Regions from separate parts of the Gossypium hirsutum genome. Here region 2 is linked to region 1. A link is a contact called in public Hi-C data. All regions are on one chromosome and are shown on one strand. Each heading gives the region's core, a stretch centred on a gene start, on an enhancer-like site or on the middle of the called end of the contact. The rest is flanking DNA. Distances are from core to core; before and after follow the strand shown. Region 1 holds the start of LOC107917059 (protein MIZU-KUSSEI 1). Region 2 overlaps LOC107917867 (squamosa promoter-binding-like protein 14).

Region 1 (6,778 bases), core at 1,084-3,583:
TATTTCGAACTGTAGAGAGAGTTTCAATTTTTTTTGTTTCAATGTTTTCCCTCTCACATTTCTTGATTCAAATGGTTTCTTAAACCTAACATGTTTTGGCATTTGTGCTGTAATAGGGGAAGAAGGAAGTATTTCTTTAATTCAATTTAATTTGATTTGATTTGTAGTTCTCTTTTCTTAAATATGATCTATTTTGGTACTTAAATTTCATCTGTTTTAGATTTGCAAAAGAAAAAAAAAAGGTGTGATTATATATCTGATTGTAATAAGTTTGATGATTTGGTTGTATATTAAGAAAAAATGAGAATTTTTTTTTTAAATTTGAAACTTTCAATTTAGAATTCTTTATATGTTAAAAATTTCTAAGTTAGTTACTCTATTTTCTTGTCATGGCATTCGATACTATCACGATTACTAAGGAAAATACTTTGTCTTCCATTGAAGAATTAATCATCTAATTTGCAAAGTTTTGATTTGTTTTACTATGAAAAGAAAGGTTTGCAGGTTAAAGTTTCAATTTGTGATAATTAAAAAATATGTGTTAATTTGAGTTCATAAGCCAGAACAGCTAATGGAATTAAAAGAATATTAATATCACTTTTTAAAAATTATTAAAAATATTATTAAGAGATATTTAATCTAAGTCCTTATTATATTTTCAACAAAGAAAAAAATATTTCCTTTTTTTTTTAACAATTTTATTATATATTCTGATCATATTTGCTCTTTTTTTACACAATGTCTAAAACTACCCATAATCCCTCCCTAACCTATAAACAGGAGAATAATGCGTTTCAGCACACTCAAACTTACGTCCTCTTACATTGGCAACAACGCCCATCCAATTGAATTAATACTCAATCGACCAAATTCAGTTGTGTATAAAAATTTTAATCTCTTGCATTAGCAACAATATCTATGCTAATCGAACTAATACTCAATCGACCAAATTCAATTATATATAGAAATTTTAATCTATCACAAGTAAAATCACAATTTTAATTTTTTATAGATTAATCTTGAAAATAAAAAAATAAATATTAATTTACTAAATTAGGGAAGCCCACTTATATAATTTATCCTTAAAAATAATTGAGGAAACTCACCCCATAATCCTTAAGATAGCTCCACCCTGAACAAGGCGACATATGTAAGGGTACGATATCAGAGTTGTGCCCTTCATGGTGTTCAACTGCTCAATGGATCATTGAACTTGTAGGCTTGTAACTATCCTTGATAAGGGTGTCTCATAATGGCTTTTACGTATTGGCATGAATATTCGTAAGGGTCTAGGCTGCTGCTTTATTATTACTCCCAATGGATCTGCAATTATAAATGATAATGACGACCTAAATGATGTCATCATCATCATCATTAATCAATTAATTACATCTGATTTCTATCTTAAGAGAAGCTTGCTTCTTTTTCTTTTTTCTTTTTTTTTTTCTTTTTTTTGAGCAAGAGTTGGTACGTGCGGGTAGCAAAAGCTTGAGACAGAAACGACTGATTGGGTCTAATCAGTGCCTCGTGCATGCTCATGCATGCTGTCCTACTCTTTTTTCTACTGTAGCCCACTTTAACTTTATTGATGTGAACCTTAGCCATAAATTTCATCCTTTTTGTAGAGACTACGTTTTTCTTGTATTATAGTATTATATATATATATGTTGTCTGACCAGTTAATTTGTCAAAGCCAGTAGGTGCATGCGTAATGATTTAGGGGGGCCAGGGGCTTCAATACGATAGATATACGGGTTTCTCTATCCGCTAATTAATGGAAACAAGTCTCTAGACCAGGATTAAACCTTAATTGGAGCGATAATGTTTAATTCTTTATTTGATATTTATTAGAGAGAGAGAGAAGAATTACGTGACCTTAAATTCATCATGAAAATGTATGTTATACGATACATTAGTATAGAGAGATGGAAGAGAAATTATATTCCGAAAAAGAAGAAATAATGTTTGTTGAATTATTAGTAGGGAGTAGGGACACGTGCGGTGCAAGGCATAAATCAATCAAATAAAAATGGTGATTGGATTGGCTACAAAAATTGTTGCTTAATAGTTGATATGTTTTATTACATTATTAAATTTAGACAGACAAAGCAGCATGGGTCATGTTGCATAATTTCTGGTATACTTTCACAATCCAACAGGCGATGGAGAGCATGAGGTTGGGTTGGAGGGATCAAATTTTCTGCATTTCACAATCACGCGCGCCATCATCCAAAGGCCGGGCCCCCCTTCCCCCTCGTGGGCACAATTATTGCCCACGATTGCAGCCCCCCACTCACCTTTTGCTTCCTTATTTATTGCCATCAAATTCCCCTCCTACTATCCCACATCGCATTCACCCTCACCTTACACTATATTGATTGTAGCATGAGGATGATGATAGACTTGGGGAGCCAGAGAGGGCCTCTCCATATAAATACAATAGATATGGCAACCTCTGTGGAGTGTGGGCGGGAAGTTAGGTTCCGGCGATCCTTATGGTCCCTGGTGGAATGTATGGTCCCTTGTTGCGGCTTACCGCCTTCAATGTCAGGCACAGTTTCTAGTGACACGGAATCAAGCCATGGCTCAATCACTACTTCAACGTCAATTTCAACTTCAACATCAACCATCACGGGGACTTTCTTCGGGTACAGGAAGGGGCGCGTGAGCTTCTGCCTGCAGGATGACAGCCGAAGCTCTCCGCTTTTACTGTTGGAGTTGGGTGTCCCTACTGCATACCTTGCCAGAGAGATGCAGTACGGTCTGCTGAGGATAGCGCTGGAGTGCGACGACAAGAGCAAAGAGAGATGCGGGCTTTATAACGTCCCCGTTTGGTCCATGTACTGCAATGGAAGAAAGGTGGGGTTTGCCATTAAGAGGAAGATGAGCAGCAATGATGCGGCGGTGCTTAAGCTCATGCAGTCCGTGTCGGTGGGAGCCGGAGTTTTGCCGGTTTCTCCAAAGTGTGAAGAGGACGGGGAGCTGATGTATATGCGAGCTAGTTTCCAGAGGGTCATTGGGTCACCTCATTCCCACTCATTTCACATGCTTAATCCACTGGGTAGCACTGCTCAGGAACTCAGTATCTTCCTATTCAGATCCTGACATCTCTTTATGTATATATATCTTATTTTCGCACTCCTCCAATACTCTAATCAATTTCAAAACTTAATTTTAAACCCAATTCCACCTTTGAGCCTAGGATTATGTTTTTGCTTAAAAAGAAAAACACTAAAGAGGTTGAGTTGAGTTAAAGTGATAAAATAACCCAATATTTCTTAAGTAGAGTTTGGAAAAAAAAGAATTCAATTCCAATTTTAATTTACACTTAATATTATTTCTAAATATTTAAAATTGTAGAATATATATTGAATGGATAATAAATATTATTATTCCATATAGGATTATTGCAAATTTATTTTCTTTCTTTTTTTTAAACAATTAATACAATAAAGAATTAAACTATGTTCATAATACTGAAAGCACCGCTAGACTTATCACTATTAAGAATCTCAATTAACTACAAAGGAGTTGTTGTCAGAATTTGTACCCCTACCAAATTAGCCGAAACCATATTAGAAATTCAATTAGCAACATGATCAGCTTCTCTAAGAATGTGCGTAGCACTTAATGATCTTTGTCTTGAAGTAATCTCTGAATACGCTTAATCAAAGTTGAATTCAGATTAGCTGAAGTTGTCCCTTGAATTGCTTGGATTTCTTGACTATCAATTTTGATCAAAATTCTATTCACCCCTATTCTTATAACTAGAATGGATAAACTATCAAGAATAACTCATAATTTGACTTCAAAGGCATGAGCACACACCCAAAAAATGATTAAAGCCCAAAATTCATTCCCCTAGGTGATTTCGCAACACCACCTTCAACTGCAAAACCTATAATCAAATTAATTGTCCCATTAATATGTAGATGAGTTCTTTTATCTAGTAAATGTTCCCCCCGAGTGGAGGTACATTCTCAATTAAATCCCTCCTTATGTGTGGATAAAAATTATTTCACCCAAATAACAAACACTATAATAATCTCATCAGCTTTTCATAAATTATCTTAGAAAATAAATAAATTTCTATTCTTCCAAATACTCCATACAATGAAAATAAATAGACTTCCCATGTATATGACTTTCGTGTTTGTCCAATTTTGCATCATCGACATAAAGTATTTGTTTTTATTACTTTTAAATTTGGAGTAATTTAGTTATCATTGCAGTTTTTTTTAACCAAATTTGCCATTTCTGTAATCATTATCATGTGATTAATTTTTAAATACAAAGAATTATGGTATAATGTTTTATTTGTTCTTTTAGTTTTACATAAAAAGCCATTTTAACATTTTATTTGATTATTTTTGCCTTTTTTAGCTTCAATTTTGCTTCTTCTTCTTTTTTTTTTTGTCAAAATCACTCTAAAATCAATGAAAAAGTTAACATTTTTTAATTTTACTGACATTGCATGCATGTGAATTGCCACGTTGATGATATGTCAACATTTAATTAACTTTAAAATTTTTAAAAAATTCAAAAAAATTATAAAAACTATTTTTCAAAATTAAAGATCATTAAAATTATTAAAAATTATGAAAAATATTTTAAAATTTTAAAAAAAAGAGTTAAATGTTTAATGTGTCATTTATGTGGCAACCCACGTGTATGTCACATTAGCAAAGTTAATGAATGTTAATTTTTTTCAACTATTTTGGTATGATTTGACAAAAAAGTCAAGTTTAAGGGCTAAAAGACGCGAAAAATTAAATGAATGATTAAAATGATTTTTCTTTTCTTTTTTTATAAAGTTGGAAGGCGAAATAAGTCATTATGCCAAAAATCATTATACACTCATTGCTACTTAATATATTTTCCAATTTAATTAACCTAATTAAAAGTCTATTTGATAAACTGTAATTTTAAATACTAAAAAAAGCAAATGATGTAAAAATAAATATTATAAATTCAGTGTTGAATTTAATTTATAAAATATGTTCGGTATATAATTTAAAATTAAATATTGAGTATATTTAGATTGTTTAAGAAATGATAATATAATCTTAAAAGAAGTGAAATAAAATAAATCTATTCTCTATTGAGTGATAAATAGGTCATATACTCATCATTTTCTATACATTTTTTCAAAAAACTCTATCTAGTCATTTTTATCGTGGGTTATCAAATATATTTAAAAAAATTAATGCAATACCCTTTACTCAACCTAAAAGTCGATAAGATGCAGGACGTCACATTAGTTGCCAAAGCAATTAGTTTTCAAAGACCATAAATGAACTCAAACAGGCCCACATACATTAAACTAGCATCAAATATGGTCAAACACAAAGCCAAGTTATGAATCTTAAGGCAAACTAGCAAAATGTAGAGCTATGTATCGAGATACTGAAGTCATATCTTGAGACATGCCTCCTCTTTTTTGAAATTTTAGCTTCGAAGTTTGAAGTTTTGAGACAACAAGACCATGTCTCGAGACATTGACCCTTATGTCTGGCACACAGCCTACGACACGGTCGTGTGACCTAATATAGAATTGTACACGGTCTACCACACAACTTGCAATATGGCCGTGTGAGGGTATTTCGAATGCTACATGGCTTGGGCTATGTCACTTGGCCGTGTGACTCCTATTTTGAAAATTTTCAGTTTTTTCTCTGAACTTTCTAATTTGCATCAAATGGGTCATTGATTGTTCTTAAACTATTTTTAGGGTACTGAAGGCTCAATTTAAGACCCATAAAAGTATGTTTTACTTTGATCTTAATTATTTATGAAATTTTGTTATTTGTTAGTGATTGCTTTGAATTGTACAGTAATACTCTGTAACCCTAATCCGGCAACGGAAGCAGTTATGGGTGTTACAAATCATCCTTTTACTAATCCTTCCTTATCAACATATCTTAAAACAATTGCCATTTTCTCTCTTTTTTTTACTCATCTCTTGCTTCATCCACAATAATGCAAAACTTTCTATTATCAATTTCTTCACAAATTGCTTATGAGTTCTATTGGCATAAACTTGCAATATTTATTTTTAGATTGATGAAGAAGAATATGTAGCATTTTGTGGACTACTTTTCATAACATCTTCTACTTTCTTATCATAAGATGTTAGTAGGTTTATTAATTCAAGAATTTTTTTGCGATTTTTTTATTCTAAGCTTTCATCATGTCTTTTGAAGGCACAACCTTGAAGCGTCAACCATCAAACAACATTTATACCGATTTTAAGGCATAAAAGATTAGTTGCAATTTGTTGCGTAGTTTACCTATCAAATGATGCTTCACTATGTTGAGCTTGATTCGTTAAATTTGCATATGGGAAAAGATCCTCATAATAACAAAATTGAAGTCTTTCTCGTGAATTATCATCAGTCTTTTAGAGATTCTAAACCATTTGAGAAATGTTCATGCATTAAAAGTTTTATACTGTTAGATAAACCCTTAAATTATATATATAATAATTTGTGACAATATAAGTAAAAACATATTACTTGAGTCTTGAATAGTGATGGATCATTCTCTTCCAGCAATTTAGTATAACTCATGTTAGATGAAGAATTGAACCTCTAATTTGAAGAAAAATCCTACATAAAAATATTTTTACAATACATGTACTTAAATATTTACGACTTTTGACATTTAAAAAAAAATAATGCATTCAATCAATACCTGTAGAGGATGAAAAAAGTGATTATGGTAGTTTGGAGTCATTAACATTGGGATTTGATGATAGGAAGAATAACCATGAGTTTGA
Region 2 (6,778 bases), core at 2,693-5,192, 91 kb before region 1:
CCGAATCTTGAGGGTGCTGGTGGAATCTCACCTTTACATTTGGCTGCATGTACATCTGGTTCAGATGATATGGTAGATGTGCTGACGAATGATCCTCAGGAGGTATGAGCATTACAGTGTCATATTATTATTTATGAGCTGGTTTTTTAGGTTTAATGTAAGGAATTGAAATTTCTCCGTGAAAATCCTTATAAGACTCTTTTAGTTAAATATACATTCCATTTCTTGCAACCTAGATTATAAGTTCTTTAATGAGACACTGCTGATCTTATCCTGGCCCTAAATGAGAAAACCATGTTTAGAGTTTAGACCTTTCTCTCAATTTGTGAAAGGAGATGGGAAGGTGGTGGGTACTTTATTTTTATATATCTTGGTCGAATGTCTCAAATTCCTTTATTTGTAAGCAAGTTTTTGAAGTTATGAATTTTTTTTGTAGATTGGGTTGACCTGCTGGAGTTCCCTTCTGGATGCAAATGGGCAGTCTCCATATGCCTATGCTATGATGAGAAACAACCATTCTTACAACAAATTAGTGGCTGGTAAATATGCTGACAGAAGGAATGGTCAAGTTTCTTTGACTATTGGTGTTGAGGATCAGCACTCAGGAGTGTCTGCAGTGCAGTTAAACAAGATAAGTTTGCGGTTCAAACAAGATCGTAGTTCTTGTGCCAAGTGTGCAGTTGTGGCAACAAGATCTAACAATAGGTTTCCGGGTTCACAAGGTTTGCTTCAACGTCCATATGTTCATTCAATGCTTGCCATTGCTGCCGTCTGTGTTTGTGTCTGCTTATTCCTGCGAGGCTCGCCAAACATTGGCCGTGTTTCTCCCTTCAAGTGGGAAAATTTGGATTTTGGCACAATTTAGTTGTGGTATGGGTAAAAATCATTTTGAAGCAAGTAACAAACTAGGGGCAGGTTGTGCATGGTTCATTGTACTGGAAAATTGAATTGAGCCTAAGGGAATTTGATGGATAAAACTGGGTGGAATAGGGGCAGACTCCATATGCTGCCTGATTGCTTGTGAGCAAACCTGAGATTTGGGATATCCTTTAGGCTATGCTCCTCGTTTTGTATAATGGATTGTGGTAAATTACCAGATCCTAAGACCATACAAAGGCTGATTTTATTTGTTGGATGAGATGATAGGTGAGGTGAAGATGTTGTACGTACAGCCACAAGGCTTGAATGAATATTGCTACTGCTAAAATTTTGGGATGGAAGTGAGGAAGTGGAAAGACAGTGTTGGCAGAGAAGATGTAAGCAATCTGAGAATGAATAGAAATTAAGTTCATTAGTAATGTGCTTTGTATTGTATGTTTCACTTTAATTTGATTCCTTGAGTATTTTAGAGAAGTTATTATGGTTTGTGTTAGTTTCATTATCTATCATTGTAAAGTTGATGAAACAGCCTGTAGCATTGATTATAGTATACCATGTTGTACCATTACCTGATTCACATGTTGCCAAGTTTTTGCATTTCTTACCCTTTCATGGTTGGAATCCAATTACTAATAACATGTTAATTTGTTTGATTTTAAAAATTATATAATTTTTCGTCTGAATTATAACTATTGATTTTTTTAAAAAAAACTTTAAATGCAAAAAATTTTAAAAAAAATGCCCGAGTTTTCGAAAGAGTTTAAAAAATGGAGTTTTTTGTTTTTAAAATTATAAAAAATTAAGGAAATTATTAAGAAAGTTATAAAATTTTTAAAATTCCCAAAATATCCTTAAATTACAGTTTCAAAATAATTTTAAAAATTTTGAATTTTCATGAAATTTCTAAAAAATTTCTAGCATGAACCCAAGACCATTGGAAATTTTTGTAAAAACCCAAATGTTAATTAAAATTATAATTATGCCAAAAATTCATGGAATTCTAAAATTTTTACAAATTCCTAAAAGATATAAAATTTCCAAAAAGTTGTTTAAAACATATTTAACATTCAGAAAATTCCAGAACAAATCTAAAAAGTTGAAAACTTTGATAAAATCCTATAAAGAAAAATCTTGAAAGAACCCTAAGACAGTCTAAAACCCAAATATACACATCTTTAGTTTGAAGGAAAACACATTAGCACTATAAATATACTTTCAACACATAAGCTCACTTTAATATGTTCAAACCATGAGTTCGTCCAAAATACAAATCAAATCATAAATGCATGTCATATTCATCCTATCTTGAGGAGCTTCCCCATTTTCATTCTACTTTATGATTTGATTTGGATTTTAGGTTCTTCCCCAAATTTTAGATAACATTTTTATTTTATGAAAATTTTATTTCTTTTACAACTTTCTGAAAATTTTTATATAATTTAATATTTTTTTTGTATATCTATAATTTTTAAAAAAAATCTAAATATTTTATATTCTTTTGGAAGTTTATAATTTTTAATAATTTTATGTTTTTTAAATAGAAACTTCCACATAACTATAATTTAAAAATATTTTTATAATTTCAAAAATAAATTAAAAAAATTCATTTTTAGGAGGTGTTTTTTTTTATTATTTTATACTTTCAGAAAAATTTGGAAGTTTTAAATTATCATTAAAAGAAATTTTAAAAACACCAAAATGATGCTTTAACTATAGTTGAATGGGTTAAAAACATTGTTTTCAAAATTGAATTGGTTAGACAACCAAATTCCAATCCAATTAGTTTAGTCGCAAAAAAATAACTACAAATAAATAAAAATAATGACATAAAAACCAATTAAACATTCTAAATTCAATTAAAATATTAACATTATCATTCCTAAATGTATTGTAAAATTGAATTTAAAGCACCAAAACCAACATTAACAATATAAATTCAAGTTCCCTAAAAAGATATAAATTTTAGTAAACAACATAATTAATGTCAATTAAAATCATTTCAAGTAATAAACACATTAACAAAATCCAATACCATTCGCATTTATAGACATATAATCCATTAATTAAAAAATACATATACAATTTATTATTAAATGATAGCATCCAAAAGTATTTGATCTGAAGACACATACATACACATTAAAAGTGTGTAAATCTTTAAATCACCTAAAATTTGAGGCTTATAAATATGTTATTGGATTAATAAATACAACAAATTAATTCAATTAATTTTAATTTCAGATTCAAAAGCGATTTAGTGTCTCCATTTGGACCAATACACTTATTATTTTTCAGTTCAACCAGCTAGAAAAACAAGATCGGTTCACTTCCAACAACATTGGTTAAAAAGAGCATACCATCATTTGTTATCGAGTTAATGAATAAGTGACATTGATAATATTAGTAAATAATGCTCAAAATGAAAAATTACTATATGCAACTTAATTATATACAAGGACAAGACATCGCTTTAAAATTTATAAAATTATAAATTAATATATGATAAAATAACATTTTAACCTAAAAATATAAAATTCTAATTTAATACTTGTAAATTATAATAAAATTACATTTTAATTTTCATTAAATTTCCACCCTTCCGCGTCGATTATGCATATTATTACATTGGTATTTTCTAGGGACTATCAAAATTTCTTCGGGCGTACGCAACTATTGCGTAATAGTTGCTGTGTTCGGAAGGTAGTGGTCCGTGTTGTTTGATTTGCTTAATCAACCATAAGGTGTTTGAGAATACGTATGAATGAAAAAAGGTTGATTGGTTGACAAAGTGGGATGGATGACACGCACGTACGTTTGGTCTATTAGCGGTAGGCAGCTCTTGCATGCGTGGACGCGTCTCATCGTGGGATAAATCCAGGACTTAGAATATATATATATGTTTGTTCATATTATTATATATTAATTATTTGGACAAATGGTTCATATATATTAATTATATATATGTTTGTTCATATTATTATAAGGCCGCCCTGACCTCCGGAAAGCGATAGTTTAGGATGAGAAGGCTTGGTCCCAGTCCAAGATGCCGCTGGTAGTGCATGTCCATATCCATCTCCATGTGCATGTGGTTCTAACCTCTTTAAACATTTGCATCATTCTACTTCACACATGTCTTGTCTCTTCTTTTTCTCCTCCCTACCATTTTTATAGTATACATTTTTAGTTCCTTCTGAAATATTTAGAGTTGATATGGGGTGATTTGCATATTTTTAAAGAATTTAATTAAACTACCACCATATTTTTCCATTTTCTTTTGAATTTAATAACTCTTTTGGAATCTTTAGAGTTAAGAGGAATGGTTTATATATTTTAATAAATTTAATTAAATCACTATTGTGAATTTTAATTTTATTATTTATATTTATTTAATTATGCTTTAATCTATATAATTGTATATATATTTTTAACTCTTAAGAGTTTTTTTTTGGGCCAGAAATTCGATGTTTATGGGTCAAGTTAAGTATGATATTAGAACACTTTATGCTTACCCAAGTTTGTCTCGAGTTGAAATATGAGCCTAAAATTTTATCCGAGCCCACTCATATTTAGAAATGGCTAACACAAGTCCAATTTAGGCTCGTCCATAATATTTTTCATTTATCAAAATTTTATATATAGGCATCTTAATATTTTTTAATGTTTTCCTCAAAAAAATATTTTTTAATGTTATCATTATATAGTAGTATATATTCTTATAGATTTAGTTTTTATGTCTTATAAATTACATAATATTTAAAAAATAACACAAGATGCTTAAACTTAGAAAAATGGGTTGGTTCAGGTTCGAGCATTGAACCCATATTTTAAATAGGTTGTAACGATTTGATTTTCATTGGTATCGAAAAATGCGGTTTCAGAATCCCATTTTTGTAAACCGAGTCTGTAGATATAAAATAGGAATATTTACGAAGTTAATATAGAAATATATTGAAGAATGGTCAAGTACTTTAGCTGATAGAATAGTTAATTAAGACTCAGTGACTAAATTGTAAAGTTCAGTTGCCATTGACTTTTAATTAAGGAAAGACTTGAGGACTTAAATGAAAATTAACCAAAGGGCCAAAATGGTTATTTATTCATTTTTCATTGATATTGACAGTGTGTGCCACTTAGATTGGTTAATAATAAAAATTAACATAGTTAAGCCTAATTAAGCTAATTAAGTTAGATTAATTAAGCCTTAATCAATATATATACACACACTAAGTTAGTGGATGAAAAGTGTCATCTTCCCCATTTATTTCTCTTCCAACTGTCCATGCTTAGAAAAACCTAAGGAAGGAAACCATTTTTTATGTTTCTACATTCAGCCATCAATAAGGTAATAAAATCAAGCCTTTTTTTTATAATTATTATAGATTTTTTATCATGAGAACTTTATTTAGTTAGCCCATGTATCAATTTGTTCAATTATTAAATTTTTAGCAAGTTTCCATTGTTGATTAATTAATGAATTAGGTTTGGAATTGATAGATATTGAGCTTAGATTATAAAAAAAAGACTAAATTGCAAAGTTAATTAAGCTTATTTATTAGCTTGGTAACATTAGGACCAAATTGAATAAATATAAAACCTATCATGAAATTATACTAGAAATAGAAAGTAAAGTGTCCTTAATGAAAGAATGTGAAATCGGATTTTAATCCGAAGCTAGGAATTGAAAGTTATACTTATCCCAAGTTTAGGGGCTAAATTAAATAAAATGCAAAATATATGTATATTAAAAAAGGAATTAATTTGAATCATGCAATTCATGGCATTGTTGTTATGAGCCATTAAATGGCTATTGTGTGTTAATATATGATATTGATTGTTATAAATATAATTGTATAGAACCAAAATTTGATAAAAGTGGAGCTAGTAGAGGAAAAACTAAATTACAGAACAGGCCCTGAGAAATCTGCCTATTTTGTGTTTTGAAAAGATAAGTTCTTATGGAACTTACTACCCTTACTTTTAATAGGTATGCTTGTGTTTGTTTGTCAATATATATATGTTTGAACATAAGTTAAGATTTTGGTGGAAATTGTCATATATGGCTAGAAAATGTGATTGAATTGAAATAAAATGAGATAAGTGATGAATATTATATCTATTGTTGTAACTAGAGGAATGAAAAATATCATTAAATGTATGTATAATTGATGTTTAGGTTCAATCAACAGAATTCAGAAATTGATATGTGACAATATAGAGTATGAATATGCAAATATGAATGATTGATGCCTATGTGAACTTAGTAAAAGGCTAGGATACAATTGACATGCCAATAGGGTCATATGCGCGCTTGTGTATGGGATAGTTGATGATATGAAGATTATGACAAGTTATTTTGGGATCTAGCATTTGTTGTGGATCATCGAGTACTTTTTGTCTCTACAGAGATATTAGTGTGGTGGAGGGATGTATTGAATATGTTTAAACACTTTATGCCTACGGGCTTTACACTTTAATGCCTTGGTGTGGTGTAGTTTATGCTCATTTGAGTTATCTTGGAATGGTGTAGTTCACCCGCGTGTCCAAGCCCGTTTTACTAGGGTTCCATTGGGCGAGACATTGAAATTGAATCTTGAAAATAAAAAATGAAACGAATCGAATTTGATAAACTATTATGATACGCGATTCATTTGAAATGGTATGAACTTGTATATTGATGGTAGAACATGAAATTGAGATGAGTATATGTGAATTGGTACAAATTTGTGTGCTTTGAGTCATGTTTATAATGTTTGATGCACATGAATACTTATGTTTATTATACTCACCTTGTTGTGACATTAAGTGTCATTTTCTAGCTAAATGTATGCCAAAACCTTTGGTAATTAACATGTTCACCTATGAGAAAGGCAAGTGTTGTAATTTCCAGTTGAACTTACTA

What was found. A called contact is a pair of places that touch in the nucleus more often than the background predicts.
Region 2: a contact with region 1 is called in a Hi-C map of callus, with 4 times the contacts expected there. The contact joins the enhancer-like site here to the promoter of LOC107917059 in region 1. A contact is called at or near these places in 6 of 34 Hi-C or Micro-C datasets (callus, leaf and seedling).

What each region holds. Positions count from the first base shown.
Region 1 is chrA01:18,834,031-18,840,808 of Gossypium_hirsutum_v2.1, reverse strand. It overlaps LOC107917059 (protein MIZU-KUSSEI 1), which reads left to right and starts at 2,333. Exons shown (of 1, transcript XM_016846451.2): 1 at 2,333-3,179. The coding sequence starts at 2,386. The coding sequence ends at 3,105.
Region 2 is chrA01:18,926,670-18,933,447 of Gossypium_hirsutum_v2.1, reverse strand. It overlaps LOC107917867 (squamosa promoter-binding-like protein 14), which reads left to right. Exons shown (of 12, transcript XM_016847235.2): 11 at 1-102; 12 at 437-1,452. The coding sequence ends at 865. Among protein-coding and RNA genes, the nearest start is that of LOC121229639, 7.8 kb to the left of the region's middle. Within about 2 kb of position 3,942, at least 4 of the 9 cell types and tissues checked have an H3K27ac peak or open chromatin away from gene starts, as enhancers often do. A contact at or near this core is called in leaf, where this site is marked.